Linked DNA regions of Mus musculus: regions 1, 2 and 4 are each linked to region 3. A link is a contact called in public ChIA-PET and HiChIP or PLAC-seq data. All regions are on one chromosome and are shown on one strand. Each heading gives the region's core, a stretch centred on a gene start, on an enhancer-like site or on the middle of the called end of the contact. The rest is flanking DNA. Distances are from core to core; before and after follow the strand shown.

Region 1 (3,905 bases), core at 537-3,036, 140 kb after region 3:
GCTAAAATAGGTTAGGAATGCCATTATAATTAATAAAATTTTCCGCTAGGCAAATAAACTGAAAGTTAATGTTGAAAACAATAGACCCAAGAAATAATTAACTTTTGATTTTTCTCTCGTCTCAGACCAGTTAAGATCCCTTTTAATAATGAATGTGTATGTATTGTGGTTGTTATAGTAAAAACCAGGCTTATGGAAGAATTACTGAGTAAAACTTAAATCTACATTGAAAAGAGATACAAATAATAGAGGAATAATCTTTGTATGAAATAAAAATCAATGGAAAATGAGTAGTTTGTACCTATGGTTAAATACAGGTATATTGAAGTGGTAAATCCATTTAAGTTTCTGAGGAAGTACTGTATCTTATATCTTATTTGAGCAGTGAGTCATTAAATAAATAAATATATACACACACATTTATACATACACACACATATACATATACATAGTAAATCTGGGAATTCATGATCTAACCATTCAAAAGAAGAAAATATATTTAGAAATGTTATAACTTTAGTCATTATAGCATGTCTTACAGTTATTGAAAAATAAAAACCTGAATACCTCATGTCACATAACCCAGCACTTGAGAGACAGGAGCAGCAGATCTTAGTAGTTCAGTAGCTCTTGCTACACAGTGAGGTCCTGTATATATATTTAAAATGTAAATCCTGAGGTATTTGTAACTGGCTTCTTTGGGATGGTTTTGTTAGATAGCTTAGACTGCCCCAGGCTTTCTACCCTGTGTCTCTGCCTACTGCGGATTACAGGTGTGTGCTTCCGTGTCCAGAAGGTTGAATGCATGCAGGTTGTTAAAATAACATTTATAAGACAGAAATAGCGAAAATGCCATAAAACTTTATAACTGATATATGCATTTTACTTTGCTTCCTCTAAGAAGAAAGTGCAAGGAGGTATAATAAAATAAGGAAATTAATTTAATGGACCTTAGTTTGCTCTATTGCAGTGTTTGGGTAGATAATGGCAGTGGCTGAGAGTGGCTTCCACTGGGAAGCATATGAGGTGGCTTATAGCAGGGCTTCTTAAACTTTTCTAAGTGATCCTTTTGTTTGAAATCCTTTTTGTTTGAGAATTTCTTTATGTGACTATGGATATATATTTTGTGATTCTTTTTGTTTGAAATTTTTTATGTGACTGTGTATGTATGAAATAGATATGGAGAGCAAACATTTGCTGGTAATAAATCAAACTCATTTAAAACAGTTTTGCTATACATACATCTTTTCCATTTGTTTATGAGGAAATCAATTTTTTATTAATAAGATGGATAGGCTTGTTCAAATTTACACATAGAATTAAATCTTGGCTGGATATTTGATACTCTAAGGCAGAACATCTTTAACGTGCATGCTTTAGGATTTTGGTTTTATAATGGTTACTGCTAAGAACCCTTGCTTTACCTACTCAGCACAAAATGGCTGGAGGAAATTTAAGGCATCTAGAAATTATTGGAAATTCTGTCCTGATCCTATGCCAAAACTCTTGCAATGATTTTGTTTTTTAAAGTTAAACTCAAGTCAGCAACTCAGCAAGTTTTAATTAAATATTCTAACATGATACAATTCAAAGATAGACTCTTTTGATATTTGCATACTACGAATGATGGTAGGAAAAAAAGAGAAGTTTTATTTTATGTGTTTAACTCAGTTTCTATAAGAGGTGGAGTGTACAGTAGGAACAGTGACATTTACAACCTGTGCTGGTCCTTAGTAGGTTTCCGTCATGCTTGTGTAGTGTGGACTGATGCCAGATTCAGTGCACAGTCATCATGTTTGCATTCAGAGCCAAGGCTGTGGGGAAGCTGCCTGACGCACCATAAGTCAGCGCAGCCAGAAGCAAACACGGGATTCATTACAGTTGGTTTTGAGTAAAGTTTTGGTTGTCTCATGTTAGAAACTTTACTTCTCAAAATTTGTTATGACCCCATATTTAGTGATGTGTCGCCCACATAGGAGTCTTGACCCACAGTTTAAGGAGAGGGTAAATCTTAATTTTACTCATGTCTTTTATTGGTTGAATTTGAGAACCTGGCTTAACTTTGCTAGACTAGATTAAGAGAATTGAAGTATATTTTCCCCTAACATTCTTTCAAGTCTCATTTTTTTCTTTTTTCTTTTTTTTCCTTTTCCTTTTCCTTTTCCTTTTCCTTTTCCTTTTCCTTTTCCTTTTCCTTTCTCTTTTTCTTTTTCTTTTTCTTTTTCCCTTTCCCTTTTTCTTTTTCTTTTTCTTTTTCCCTTTCCCTTTCCCTTTCCCTTTCCCTTTCCCTTTCCCTTTCCCTTTCCCTTTCCCTTTCCCTTTCCCTTTCCCTTTCCCTTTCCCTTTCCCTTTCCCTTTCCCTTTCCCTTTCCCTTTCCCTTTCCCTTTCCCTTTCCCTTTCCCTTTCCCTTTCCCTTTCCCTTTCCCTTTCCCTTTCCCTTTCCCTTTCCCTTTCCCTTTCCTTTTCTGAGACAGGGTTTCTCTGTATAGCCCTGGCTGTCCTGGCACTCATGTTATAGACCAGGCTGGCCTCGAATTCAGAAATCCTCCTGCCTCTGCCTCCCGAGTGCTGGGATCAAAGGCGTGCGTTACCATGCCTGGCCTTTTTTTTTTTTTTTTTAAATAGATATTTTCTTTATTTACATTTCAAATGCTATCCTAAAGTTCCCTATACCCTCCCCCTGCCCTGCTCCCCTACCCACCCACTCCCACTTCTTGGCCCTGGTGTTCCCCTGTACTGGGGCATATAAAGTTTGTAAGACTTAAGGGCCTCTCTTCTGACTAGGCCATCTTCTGCTACAAATGCAGCTAGAGATGAACTCTGGGGGGTACTGGTTAGTGCATATTGTTGTTCCACCTATAGGGTTGCAGACACCTTCAGCTCCTTGGGTACTTTCTCGGGCTCCTCCATTGGGGGCCCTGTGTGTTTCATCCAATAGCTGACTGTTAGCATCCACTTCTGTATTTGCCAGGCACTAGTCTAGCCTCACACGAGACAGCTATATCAGGGTCCCTTCAGCAAAATCTTGCTGGCATATGCAATAGTGTCTGGGTTTGGTGGCTGATTATGGGATGGATCCCCATGTAGAGTAGTCTCTCATTTTTTTCTTATTGCTTATAACTTAGAGTATTTCTGGTATCATTTAAAGGAATGAATTTTGGAGTGTTAAAAAAGTTCTTCTTTCAAAATTTTTAAGTTTGAACTGGCCTTATTCTTTATATCATATTGTAGATTTTGTTTTTGGAAGCTTAAATGTGATTCTTAGTGTATTTTAATTAATTTTTCTTTAGGATAAAAAAAAGTATATACCATAAAATTACATTAAGATTATAAAATTCTGTGGGGAGAACACATAGGTTACCATTTTGTGGGAAAAAAAAAAAAAAAAGAAAAGCTCAAAGTACAGGTATCTCTGTATCGTTTCTGTTCTTTTTCTGCCTCCTAGCTGTACTGTCAAGTGATTAGAATCTGGAAAAGGATATCACCACAGTCAGTGGCTGTCATAATGAAAAGACAGTGCCAGGTGACAGGTGGTGGCACAGGCCTTTAATCACAGCACTGGAGAGGCAGAGGCAGGCAGATCTTTGGAAGTTCAAGGCCAGCCTGGTCTAAAAAGTAAGTCCAGGATAGCCAGAGCCACATAGAGAGACCCAGTCTGAAAAAACCAACAAGTAAAATGTTAACAACAACAACAACAACAACAAAACAGTCAGAAAAGTAAACCTTAAAAAAGAATGGTAAAGCAAAATAAGAGGAATAGTGCAATCTTTCCTCAGTGGATGAGAGAGATGGATCAGAGAAGCAGTTAAGCAGCAGGACACTGTTGTTACACAAATGCAGCATCAGTGGAAAGCAGAGCGAGTGAGTGTTAGGAGTCAGAGAGAAGACAGCGCGACCAGCTGTC
Region 2 (3,825 bases), core at 959-3,458, 160 kb before region 3:
CAGAGTAGCATGTGCCACAGTTATAGTGCTGGGAGGGCAGAGGCAAGAGCCTTCCTGGGGCTCATTTATCAGCCAGTCTGTCAGTAAGCTCAGCTCTAATGAGAGATCCTGCTTCAAAGGAGGTGGATGGCTTCCCAAGGATGGCACCTAGGTTGTCATCTACCTCCATACATCTGCACACACATGAAACCTATCCCCTACACATTCACACACATACACATAAAAATGAATTTCCTAGAGTATTGATGTTAATGGCCCTAGATATTTCATCCCTTTCCTGTGGAAACAGAACTTTCTGATCTATCAGTCCCAACAGACAGCCTACAGGGTATTTATTCTTTGATTACTCATTCAACAATTCAACAACTACGTATTGAGCGCTGCTGAATTCCATCCGCTGTGGGGGCTACTTTGGATATAATGGGGGAGAAAAAGATACACTCTTTATTGGGAAATAAAGCAACCATGATACCATAGTTGTCAAACCTAGGATTAGAATTATGAGACAGGACTTGAGTAAATGGGAACATGAACTTGGGGAGAGACAGTAGCTGTTCAATAAACTCAGTATCTGCCAGTCATTCTGCTATCTTGTTAGACAAGAAACCAGATAGGCGTGAGAAACAGCAAGAGCGCAGGCTTGGATATTAGGTGAAGCTAAGAGGAGTTTGGTCTCATTCAGAGAAAACAGAAAAGATGCCCAATAAGGTTATAAGGCAGGTATCTCTTGGGTGTTTGGAGGTCCCTATAATGCTGACTTTCCAAGATAAAACACAAGTGTTCAAGAATGAGCCTGAATTTTTAACTAGATAAATAAGTTTTATTATAAATATGCACCACAGAACATTTGTAACATATGTTCTAAAACTGTGAAGGTTTGTATATGCTTGGCCCAGGGAGTGGCACTACTATACGAGGTGTAACCTTTTAAATAAGTTTAGCAAGCTGAGAAAGGAAAAATATAAAATATATGGTTCGAGTATTAAAGGAGCACCAGGAAGTGAAATGGAGCTGGCTCTTGTGTTTAAAGATATTAAGTTGAATTAAGGAGTTGTAGTGACCTTGGGGCAAGATCCCACCCAGCTAAATTTAGTTCCAGGCATGGTAGAACAAGCCTTTAATCCCAGGATGTAAAGACAAGCAGATCTCTGAGTTCAAGGCCAGCAGAGAACAGAGTAAATTCTCCTTAAAGAAAAATTTAAATATAGGCTTGGTGGACCACACCTTTAATCCCAGTGTTTAGTGCAGATCTCTGAGCTCAAATTCAGTTTATGGAACAAGTTCCAGGATAGCCAAGCTTAGGCAGTGAAGGAGTTGGAAAACAGAAAGCTGGTGATAATGTAATAGAACAAGGGGCCCAAGTTCCAGCCTCAGCAGAACTCAGCAGCTTTGGTCATTTGGCTCTGACTTTATAGTCAAGAGGAAAAGGAGACTACTGGGAAAATTGATGCTAGTTAGCTGGAGCTCAGAAATTAGGGGTGATTAAGAAAAGACCAGCATCATGGAGGTAAAATCTTCTGGGAAGTGTTTTCTGAGAGCACAAAGCAGCTAGCTTGTGTTCTAGAGATAGCCAAGGTTGTACCTCATGCTGCAGCAGGACTTGGTAATGTGTGAGAGTCACCCAGGTGGTACTGGCTTTGAAGACATGAAGGGATTATGAAGAGCAGCTGAGGCTCGGCACTGTGAGAGGCCATGGAAGCCTCAGTTGTTGTTGATGGCCCAGGACTGGAGGGGTCATGCAAAGGAACAGAGGCTTGGCACCATGAAGAGAGCCTATGAGAGGCTACTGTTAAGCCTAGCTGCAGCAGAAGACTCCAGTGCATTGTAGATGCCAGTACCATGGGATGATCACCAAGAACAGCAGCAGCAGTGGAGTGGATCAACCTGAGCTTAGAGTACTATAGAAGACAAAGGTAGGGAAGTGATGACAACCCTTTGAAGGAGCCCAGAAGATCATGTGTGGATCCCGGTCATTGAAACAAGAAGCTATAACATTGAAGGTACCTTGGAGACCCCAAGATGTTGGAGATGCCAGAACCATGGGCCATCTGCTGAGAAAAGCTGCTATAAGGGAGTGGAACCAGCCCAGCAGAAAGAAGTTTGTTGCAGTCAACAAAGACGAAAAGGAGTTGGAGATCTGAGGACTACTTTGAGATCAGATGCAGAGTTTGAACTTTGTCTAGCTGGTTTCCTGTCTTGCTTTGGGGATGACAGTTAAGTGCTTAGATGAATCTCAGAAGAGATCTTGAACTTTGGGCTTTTAATATTGTTGAGACTGCAGTAGACTATCGGGACTTTGGAAATTGACTAAATGTATTTTGCATTATGGTATGTTTAGGTATGGCCCCCATAGACTCATGTGTTTGGACAAGCCTATGGGGACCAGGGAGTGGGGCATGATGGTTTGTATATGCTTGGCCCTGGGGTGTGACCTTGTTGGAGTAGGTGTGTCACTGTGGGCATGTGCTTAAGAAGCTTACCCTAGCTTCCAGGAAGTCAGTATTCTGCTAGCAGCCTTCAGATGTAGATGTAGAACTCTTAGCTCCTCCTGCACCATGCCTGCCTGGATGCTGCCATGTGTACTCCTTGATTATAATGGACTGAACCTCTGAACCAGCCCCAATTAAATGTCCTTTATAAGACTTGCATTGGTCATGGTGTCTGTTCACAGCAGTAAAATCCTAACTAAGATAAAAAAAACATTATCTAATCTTTTTTTCATCATGTGAGGGATGGGGTTGCCATTCCACAGGCACATCTCTGACCCATAATTGTTTCTGTCTGAAAGAATTACAAGGGGTTGAAATGGAAAGGAGCCTGAGGAAAAGAAGGTCCAGCAACAGGCCCAAACTGAGAGCCAGCTCAAGGGGAGGTCCCAAGGCCTGACACTATTACTGAGGCTACAGAGTGCTCACAAAACGGGATCTATCATGACTGTCCTCCGAAACACCCAACAAGCAGATGAAAGAGTCAGATAAAAATATTTGCACCCAACCAATGGACAGAAACAGCTGACCCCAGTGGTTGAATTAGGGAAGGCTGAAAGAAGCTGTGAAGAAGGGAGATCCTGTAGGAGGACCAACAGGCTCAATTAATCTGGACCCCCGAGATCTCTCAAACACTGGACCACCAAACAGACAGCATACACCAGCTGATATGAGGCCCCCAACACATATACAGTAGAGGACTGCAGAGTCTGTGTTCATTCAGAGATGATGCACCTAACCCTCAAGAGATTGGAGGCCCCAGGGAGTTTAGAGGTCAGGTTTGGTGGGAGTGTGGGGGTATCCACGTGGAGACAGTGGGGTGGGAAGGAGGTATGGGATGTGGAGCAGTTGGAGGATAGATGGGGGCAGGGAATGGAATATGGAGTAAAAGAAAGAAAGGGAGGAAGGAAGGAAGGAAGAAAGGGAGGGAGGGAGGGAGGAAGGAAGGAAGGAAGGAAGAAAGAAAGAAAGAAAGAAAGAAAGAAAGAAAGGAAGGAAGGAAGGTTGGTTGGTTAGAAAGAAAGTAACCCATTTTATTTATTTATTTATTTATTTATTTATTTATTTATTTATTTATTGGTTTTTCGAGACAGGGTTTCTCTGTATAGCTCTGGCTGTCCTGGAACTCACTCTGTAGACCAGGCTGGCCTCAAACTCAGAAATCCGCTTGCCTCTGCCTCCCGAGTGCTGGGATTAAAGGAGTGAGGCACCACACCCAGCAAGTAAGCCATTTTAAAAAAAGATTTATTTTATTTATATGAGTACACTGTCTTGGTCTTCAGACACACCAGAAGAGGGCATCAGATCCCATTACAGATGGTTGTGAGCCACCATGTGG
Region 3 (3,565 bases), core at 404-2,903:
TCCTATCTGTCCTGGCTCTCTCAGCAGAGCCCCCAGTGCACCTCGAGGCCCTTGGAAGGTCGGGCAGCATAGAACCACACGTTCCTCAGCAAACAGTTTGGGGTTCATGTGCTGAGTGGTTCCAGGGGGAGCAAGTTCTTTCTGGTTTTTTTGAAGCCTGTTCTCTCAATCACTCATTCCTCTAATAATGGGGACTAAGCCTTCAAATTTCTTTCTAACTGCTCGCCCATACCTCAACTGAGTGCCAACAAAAACTGTACTCTCACTAGCTGGTGAGAATTTAGTCAGTGAAGTACAGTCTTAATAGCTCCAAACATCAAACTGCTCTAAGCCTGAAAGAAAGGGAATTTGACTCCGAATTGCCAACTCTGTAAAGCTAATCTGGAGGACTAATCCACCATTAATGGTAATACAGCTATCCAAAGTAGTCATTACAAGAAGGCTGGAAAACAAAACAACAACAACAACAAAAACCTAGGAAAGAGACACAGCTATGATGGAAACACGGCTATGACTGACGCTGCAGTCTTCCGATGGGGCTCTTGAAACAGAAATACCTCCCTCAAGCATGACATAACAGGTGATTTTTTTTTTTACATATACTGCAGTAATCAAAGAAAAGGGGGTCAAGCTAAATCCTCCTACATGCACAGCAGGCAATAAAGCCTTTGTCAGATCACTACACACGTCCAAAAATTATTTTCCTACTAGGAATTCTCAATCTTCTGCCCCAAGTCAGAAACAACTATCCAAGGTCACTCAGGAGTTGTCAGAGCCAAAAGTCACAGTCCAGTTTTCGGACTGATAGTTCGCTGTTTGTGTGTGTGTGTGTGTGTGTGTGTGTGCGCGCGCTTCTAGATAAATGTCATTATTGACATTATCCCAGAGGCCAAACTTCTGTCCTATCAAATTGGCATGATCAGTTGTTAATACTCAGTATTTCAGACTTTTCTGTTCTATGTCCTATCTCAGATCCTAGCACTGACAATCACCCTGCTTTCCGAGCATGCACCTCAAGTAACCAGAATGCTTTTTACACCAAAAATAAAATAAGTGCAAAGCTTTGCATAACAACTGTCCAAAAACAGAACTGGCTGTCCTCCAAAACTGTCCTCGAGGAGGTGGCCATGCTGGCTAGCGGGCCAAGGTGGCTCATTCCACGGCCACGTGGGAAACGTGGACCTCCTAAAAGTCCAGGCGGCAGCAGTGTGCTGGGGTCGTAGAGGACCTGATCACCCGGCTAGGAGACCCAAATCCCCAGCCACCCATCAGCGCCCGCGAGCCTCACCTTGAGCGTCTCGTAGGCGGTCGCCACTAGCAGGAAAGCCTCGGCGCTCGGCGGCGCGCCCCCGGGGCCGTCCCCGGGCTCGGGCCGGTAGCGATCTGGGTGGTAGCGCCGGGCCAGCTGACGGTAGGCCCGCGCGATCTCCGCCTTGCTGGCCGAGCGGCTCACGCCCAGCACCTCGTAGCAGTCGCGCGTGCCGCAGTACAGCCCTTCCACCAGGGCCTCGGCGGGCCGCGCCAGCAGCGGGACCAGCAGCAGCGGCGCCAGCAGCAGCCATGGGCGCTGGCCGGCAGCCCCGGGTCCCCCGCGCAAAGCGAGCCGCGCCGCCATCCCCGCCTCGCTCGCCGCTCTGCCAGCACAGCGGCCGCGGCTGCTCTCCTCGGCGCCGGGCTCGGCCCCGCAGCCCGGTCCACGTCAGCAGGCCGCGCCTGTGCGCAGGCGCAGGGGGCGTGGCGCCGCAGCCACTTCCGTCCCCGCGCGTTGCTAGGAGAGAAGGACGCCTTAGCCTCGGGCGGCTTCTGTGTGTTGTGGAGCCTGGTAGTCTTAGTAGCTCAGCGGTCTTTTCTGAGGCAGGGGTAGGTGTCTGTCTGTCTGAAGCGCTCCTAGCCGCCTAGTGCGGCACAGTCCACACGCAGGACTAGCCACACGCCACCTTCTCGACCTCGCTACTTCATCCGCTGCCGTAGGAACTCTGGGCACTGGCATCCTGTCTCCAGGCCTGGACATTGCCCCCCCTCTAACCCAAACTGAAGATGAACTTAGACAATTGCACTGTCTCTCTCCCAGGAGCCCTGAAAGACCGTGGCCTTTTTGTTCTCTGTTTCTCTGCTTATTTATATTTTAGAGCAAACAATTATTTGCCCGGAGGATGTAAAACGTTTAGTAGTACCCCCATACGGTCCACAAAAGTGCCTGTAACACCATTATCCCTAATTGTGACAATCAAAATACAGCTTAAGATCTTGCAAATGCCTCCAGGGAAATCAGGAGGTGGAGTGGGGAGAGGACGTGCTCCATTAAGTTTAAATTTCAGATAAACCACAGTTTTTAAATGTGTAATTTATTTGTTGCTGTGACCAAATACCTGCAAGCAGCAACATCAAAGATGAAGGATTTATTTGGGTTTAGGGTTCTAGGGAATACGGCCCCCACAGTCCAGAAGGCCTGGCAACAAAGTTGCTAGTTACACATTATCTGAAATTAGAATAAAGGAATGAAAAGGGTGCCAAATTTATTTTCTCCTTTTTATTTGATCCAATGCCTCACTATGTATGATGGTGATGTGTCCATGTTGTTCTTACCTCAGTTACACCCTTCTGGAAAACAGCCTCACACACACTCAGAGATGTGTTTCCATGGTGATTCTAAATCCAGTCGGGTTGATAATGAATGACCAGTATATCCCACATGACTGACTTTATAGTTTCCCAGGTCTATGATGGCAACTGGCTAACAACTAATAGATAGGGATCTATCCATTGGGATTGGTCTGTACACCAAGTGAAGATTTGATAGACAATGTTAGATATTCAGGAAGAATACAATTAAATTTTTCTAGTATCAACATGGACTTTAGCCTCTATAAACCTCAATTATTTCATTTCAAATAAATTCAAAGTGAGCCAAAATACCAATACCTCTTTCAAGACGGGGAGTTTCTATTAATAGTCACATTTGCAGGTTTGACGAGTACTCACACTGTGGTGGTTTGAATAAGAATGGTTGCCACAGGCTCCGATACTTGAATGCTTAGTAGCCAGGGAGTGAGGGGATTCTTGGTAAGACTTGAGAGAGATGGTCTTGTTGGAGGTAGGCTTTTGAGTTTTTCAAAAGCCCACATCTGCTCCCCCTCACCCCCACTCTCTCTCTCTCATACACACACACACACACACACACACACACACACACACACATACACACACACACACACACACACACACACGGGGGGGGGAGAGAGAGAGAGAGAGAGAGAGAGAGAGAGAGAGAGAGAACTAAACCTGTGAAACTCTAAGCAAGACTCAATGCCTTCATTTATAAGAGCTGTCTTGGTCATGGTGTCTATTCACAGCAATAGAACAGCGACTAAGACAGCTAATTCGGACCACTGCAGGATGTCTCAGAATTAAAATTTTTCAAAGTGTAACCAGACGGTGATGGCGCACCATACCTTTAATTTCAGCACTCAAGGAGGCAGAGGTAGGCAGATCTCTATGAGTTTGACCATAGAGTGATCTACAGAATGACTTTCAGGACTGCCAGGGCTACACAGAGAAATCCTGT
Region 4 (3,547 bases), core at 1,011-3,510, 230 kb before region 3:
CAGCCAGAGCTATACAGAGAAACCCTGTCCCGAAAAAACAAAATAAAATAAAATAAAATAAAATTTTAGTCAAAGCTATCAAAAATTTCCCCTCTAGTGAGATTCACCTGATTAAACTTATTTTTTTTTAAAAGAATTTCATATATGAGTATTATATTTACATCAGTCCTGATCTTCCCTACTGCATCTCAAATTCAGGACCTCTTAATTATTATTTTTTTTTTCTTCTTTTTTTGGTTTTTTGAGACAGGGTTTCTCTGTGTAGCCCTGGCTGTCCTGGAACTCACTCTGTAGACCAGGCTGGCCTCGAACTCAGAAATCTGCCTGCCTCTGCCTCCTGAGTGCTGGGATTAAAGGCGTGTGCCACCACGCCCTGCAGGACCTCTTAATTCTAATGATCAAAAATTCTTATGATTTCACGGGACCTAACAGCTACATTGACAGTTACGAAGTCTGTCTGTGACCTACTGTTGTTTCCCCTTTTTTTGTTTGAAACTGAATTACAAACCATTGTTTTCTTACATTCTTTGTATCACTCACATGGATGAGATTTTTGAGAGTATTTTATTGAGTACTTTTTTGACAAACTCCTCAAATAGACTACATGGGTAGTGTATCTTTGACCCCCAAATGCCTTCCTTTTGCCCATAAATAATGAGATTTGAGCCAGATAAAGATTTTCAGATCATAATTCACCCCTCCCCCAACAACCTATAAAAATGATTTCTTATCTCCCAAGAGCCTCCAGCACTGCTAATAGTCTCTTGTTTGTTTGTTTGTTTGTTTGTTTGTTTTTAGAGACCAGAGCTCTCTACATAGCCAAGGCTGTCTTAGAACTTGCTATGTAGACCAGGCTAGCCTTGAGCTCAGAAAGATCCTCCTGTCTCTGCCTCCCTAATGCTGAGATTAAAGGCATGTGCTACCATGCCCACCCCCTAATAGATTGATGTTCCTACTCACTTTATTAAGTTCTTTTTCTGGTCAATGGTTTAGTTACCATACGAGTCGAGATTTTGCCAAGATTTGTGATAGAAACCTCTAATCCTAGCTATATAGGAAGCTAACTGTAAGTTTAAGGACAGCCTAGGATCAAAATAAACACGTTTTAAAAAGTTCTAAGGATACAGCTCAGTGGTAGAGCACTCGGCTAAAGTGTAGGAGGCCCTAAATTCAATCCCTAGTAATACACACACACACACACACACACACAGGAGACAGAGGGAAGAGACTCATAGGACACTTCTTTGCATTGTGTCTTTACATTAAACCCACCTGGATTTAAACCAATTTTTTTTCTTTCTTTAGTTTTTATATGTATTTGTATATTTGTGTTCTGGAAACATTATTATGAGATTAAGTGTCCATCTGGCCGATACTCTATACATGCGATTCTCTTCATGTTTAGCCTGTTTCTAGATGTAGAGGCCAGAGGTTGACATCTGGCCTTCTCCTCTGTCACTCTCTACCAATTATTATTATTATTGTTGTTGTTATTATTATTATTATTATTATTATTATTATTATTAGTAGTAGTAGTAGTAGTAGTAGTAGTAGTAGCAGCAGCAGCAGCAGCAGCAGCAGCAGTAGCAGTAGCAGTAGTTATTTTGAGGCAGTTCACTGTGTAACTCCTGGCTAGTCTGAATTTCAGACTAAAGCTAGCCTATAGAGCAGGCTGAGCCTTAAACTCACAGAGATCTGTCTGCCTCTGTCTCCTGAGTGCAGGGGTTAAAAGCAAGCACCACCAACACCCAGCACTTCCTGTCACGTATTTTGAGACAACGTCTTGTCCTCATCAATTGGCTAACCTGTCTGGTCAGTAATCCTCATAGGTGTTGGGGTTATAGCTGTGCCACCATTACGTGTGTGTGTGTGTGTGTGTGTGTGTGTGTGTGTGTGTGTGTGTGTATTGTGTGCACACACATACATGAATGTGTGACTGTGTGTGTGCACGTGTGTGAGCTAGGCATCCACCCTCAGGCGGTCAAGCTCATGAGGTGGGCACTTTACCAACTGAGCCATTTCTCAGCTTTATAGCTTCATTTCTCATGATCTATCCACATCTCTTTCAAAGTCCTCACCATGCTCTCCTAACGGGCACCCTCCATTATGTCTGAGGTTTACTCTTGTCACCAGTCATTCTGCCTCAGTGTTAGCCACATCCTCTGGTCAAAAATGTAGTGTCTTTCTTGTAAATTACACATGCCCTTTGTTTGCAGTCTTTCTGCCTGGAGGATCTGTCAAGCCAGCTGTTAGAATTCTTCAGGCAGCCATGGCCCAGCTGCTACAATAATTTGAACCAGCAGTCACTGGGGCTAGAAGCCAGGATTTTTCTTTTGACATTTTTTTAGGGGGTGTGTATTTCTGCTTTCATATAAGAATGCTGACCTTTCCTTCTGTGTCACTGGCATTGATAGAGTTGATTAGATTCTCCCAGAGATGACCACTGTAAGGGAGTAAGGTGTCCAGTCATGACCTCTCATCCCCAAATGCCAAGCAAATTGCTTTCTCTTAGCATTGTTGGTCTCTGCATTTGGAGGCTAAGTTGAAAGAGACATATTGACTTATAGCTACACGTGTAGAACCCCAGTGACTTCATGGGTTGTTATGTTCCCAGAATTCACCAGGGCTGGGCAGGTACAGGCCTGCTGGCCTGAATCAGCAGGACTGTGCAGGGCAGAATGCCTACCCCTCCATTCTGCAGCTTCCGGTCAGTTGTCAAAGACAGAGCAGCCATACTTTTCTCCCTATGTTTTTTTTTTTTTCTTTTTTTGGGGTGGGGGAGGTTTGAGACAGGGTTTCTCTGTGTAGCCCTGGCTGTCCTGGAACTCACTTTGTAGATCAGGCTGGCCTCGAACTCAGAAATCCGCCTGCCTCTGCCTCCCAAGTGCTGAGATTAAAGGCGTGAGCCACCCTGCCCGGCTCTCCCTATGTTTCTATCCTTTTAAGATGATCTATGAAAGCAAGGGGTGGCGGGTTGGGGGTGGAGATCAGCTAAGTTTGAACCAAAGCTCAAAACCACACTTTTCTAAGAAAGTAATATTGGAAAGAAAGTTTTCCATTACCTTCTCAATGTGTTGTTTCTTTCCACCACTGCTTCCGTAGCTGGTAGCAATGGTTGGTCAGTGTGTACCTGCTGGATGGCCTTCGAGGGCCTAGAGCAGGAACCTCTGCAGAAACTTCTTTCTGTTGGACAGTTTCACTTGGAGAATAAAATGAGGTCCTAGGTTCTGAACCACAGCTCTCGTACTCTAAATACGCCTATGTGCATGCTTTCAAAGTCTCTCCCTCCGTTCTTCCCTCCCTCCCTCAACTCCTCCCCACCCACATCCCCACTCCAATCTCTCTCTCCTCTCCCTCCATCTCTGAAAGCATCTAGCAATGTAGCCCATGCTGGCTTTGAACTCACCATCCTCCTGCTGTGCTGTTGGCCTACAAAATGATTGCTGGTACATAGTTAGAAAACGATGGGACCGCAAAGTCAGGGGTTTAGGGGGTGAGTGTCGGGGGCGGGGGTGGAAGGATGGGATGACAGGTCAGGTGGCTAGTT

The links. ChIA-PET counts read pairs in DNA pulled down with a chosen protein or histone mark. HiChIP or PLAC-seq counts read pairs in DNA pulled down with a chosen protein or histone mark.
Region 1: a contact with region 3 is called in an HNF4G HiChIP or PLAC-seq map of pancreatic cancer cells. The contact joins the enhancer-like site here to the promoter of Dnajc25 in region 3. A contact is called at or near these places in 7 of 39 promoter capture datasets (the 3T3-L1 cell line, 3T3-L1-derived adipocytes, the C10 cell line and 3 more), 2 of 15 datasets of contacts at CTCF or cohesin (large pre-B cells and pro-B cells), 3 of 484 Hi-C or Micro-C datasets (cortical neurons and liver), 3 of 115 datasets of contacts at active chromatin or transcription factors (bone marrow-derived macrophages, large pre-B cells and pancreatic cancer cells) and 2 of 9 other capture datasets (adipose tissue and liver).
Region 2: a contact with region 3 is called in an RNA polymerase II ChIA-PET map of memory CD8 T cells, with 16 read pairs. The contact joins the enhancer-like site here to the promoter of Dnajc25 in region 3. A contact is called at or near these places in 2 of 484 Hi-C or Micro-C datasets (erythroid progenitors and uterus), 3 of 115 datasets of contacts at active chromatin or transcription factors (embryonic stem cells, heart atrium and memory CD8 T cells) and 1 of 9 other capture datasets (liver).
Region 4: a contact with region 3 is called in an RNA polymerase II ChIA-PET map of memory CD8 T cells, with 128 read pairs. The contact joins the enhancer-like site here to the promoter of Dnajc25 in region 3. A contact is called at or near these places in 2 of 39 promoter capture datasets (liver and pre-B cells) and 4 of 115 datasets of contacts at active chromatin or transcription factors (effector CD8 T cells, memory CD8 T cells, microglia and 1 more).

What each region holds. Positions count from the first base shown.
Region 1 is chr4:58,865,327-58,869,231 of GRCm38.p6, reverse strand. All of the region lies in intron 7 of Ecpas (Ecm29 proteasome adaptor and scaffold), which reads left to right. Among named protein-coding and RNA genes, the nearest start is that of Ecpas, 45 kb to the left of the region's middle. Within about 2 kb of position 1,786, at least 40 of the 459 cell types and tissues checked have an H3K27ac peak or open chromatin away from gene starts, as enhancers often do. A contact at or near this core is called in pancreatic cancer cells, where this site is marked.
Region 2 is chr4:59,165,999-59,169,823 of GRCm38.p6, reverse strand. No RefSeq gene overlaps it. Among named protein-coding and RNA genes, the nearest start is that of Ugcg, 22 kb to the left of the region's middle. Within about 2 kb of position 2,208, at least 20 of the 459 cell types and tissues checked have an H3K27ac peak or open chromatin away from gene starts, as enhancers often do. A contact at or near this core is called in memory CD8 T cells, where this site is marked.
Region 3 is chr4:59,001,281-59,004,845 of GRCm38.p6, reverse strand. Dnajc25 (DnaJ heat shock protein family (Hsp40) member C25) reads right to left here and starts at 1,653. Exons shown (of 4, transcript NM_001033165.3): 1 at 1,289-1,653. The coding sequence starts at 1,615.
Region 4 is chr4:59,230,149-59,233,695 of GRCm38.p6, reverse strand. No RefSeq gene overlaps it. Among named protein-coding and RNA genes, the nearest start is that of Gm12596, 28 kb to the left of the region's middle. Within about 2 kb of position 2,260, at least 24 of the 459 cell types and tissues checked have an H3K27ac peak or open chromatin away from gene starts, as enhancers often do. A contact at or near this core is called in effector CD8 T cells and memory CD8 T cells, where this site is marked.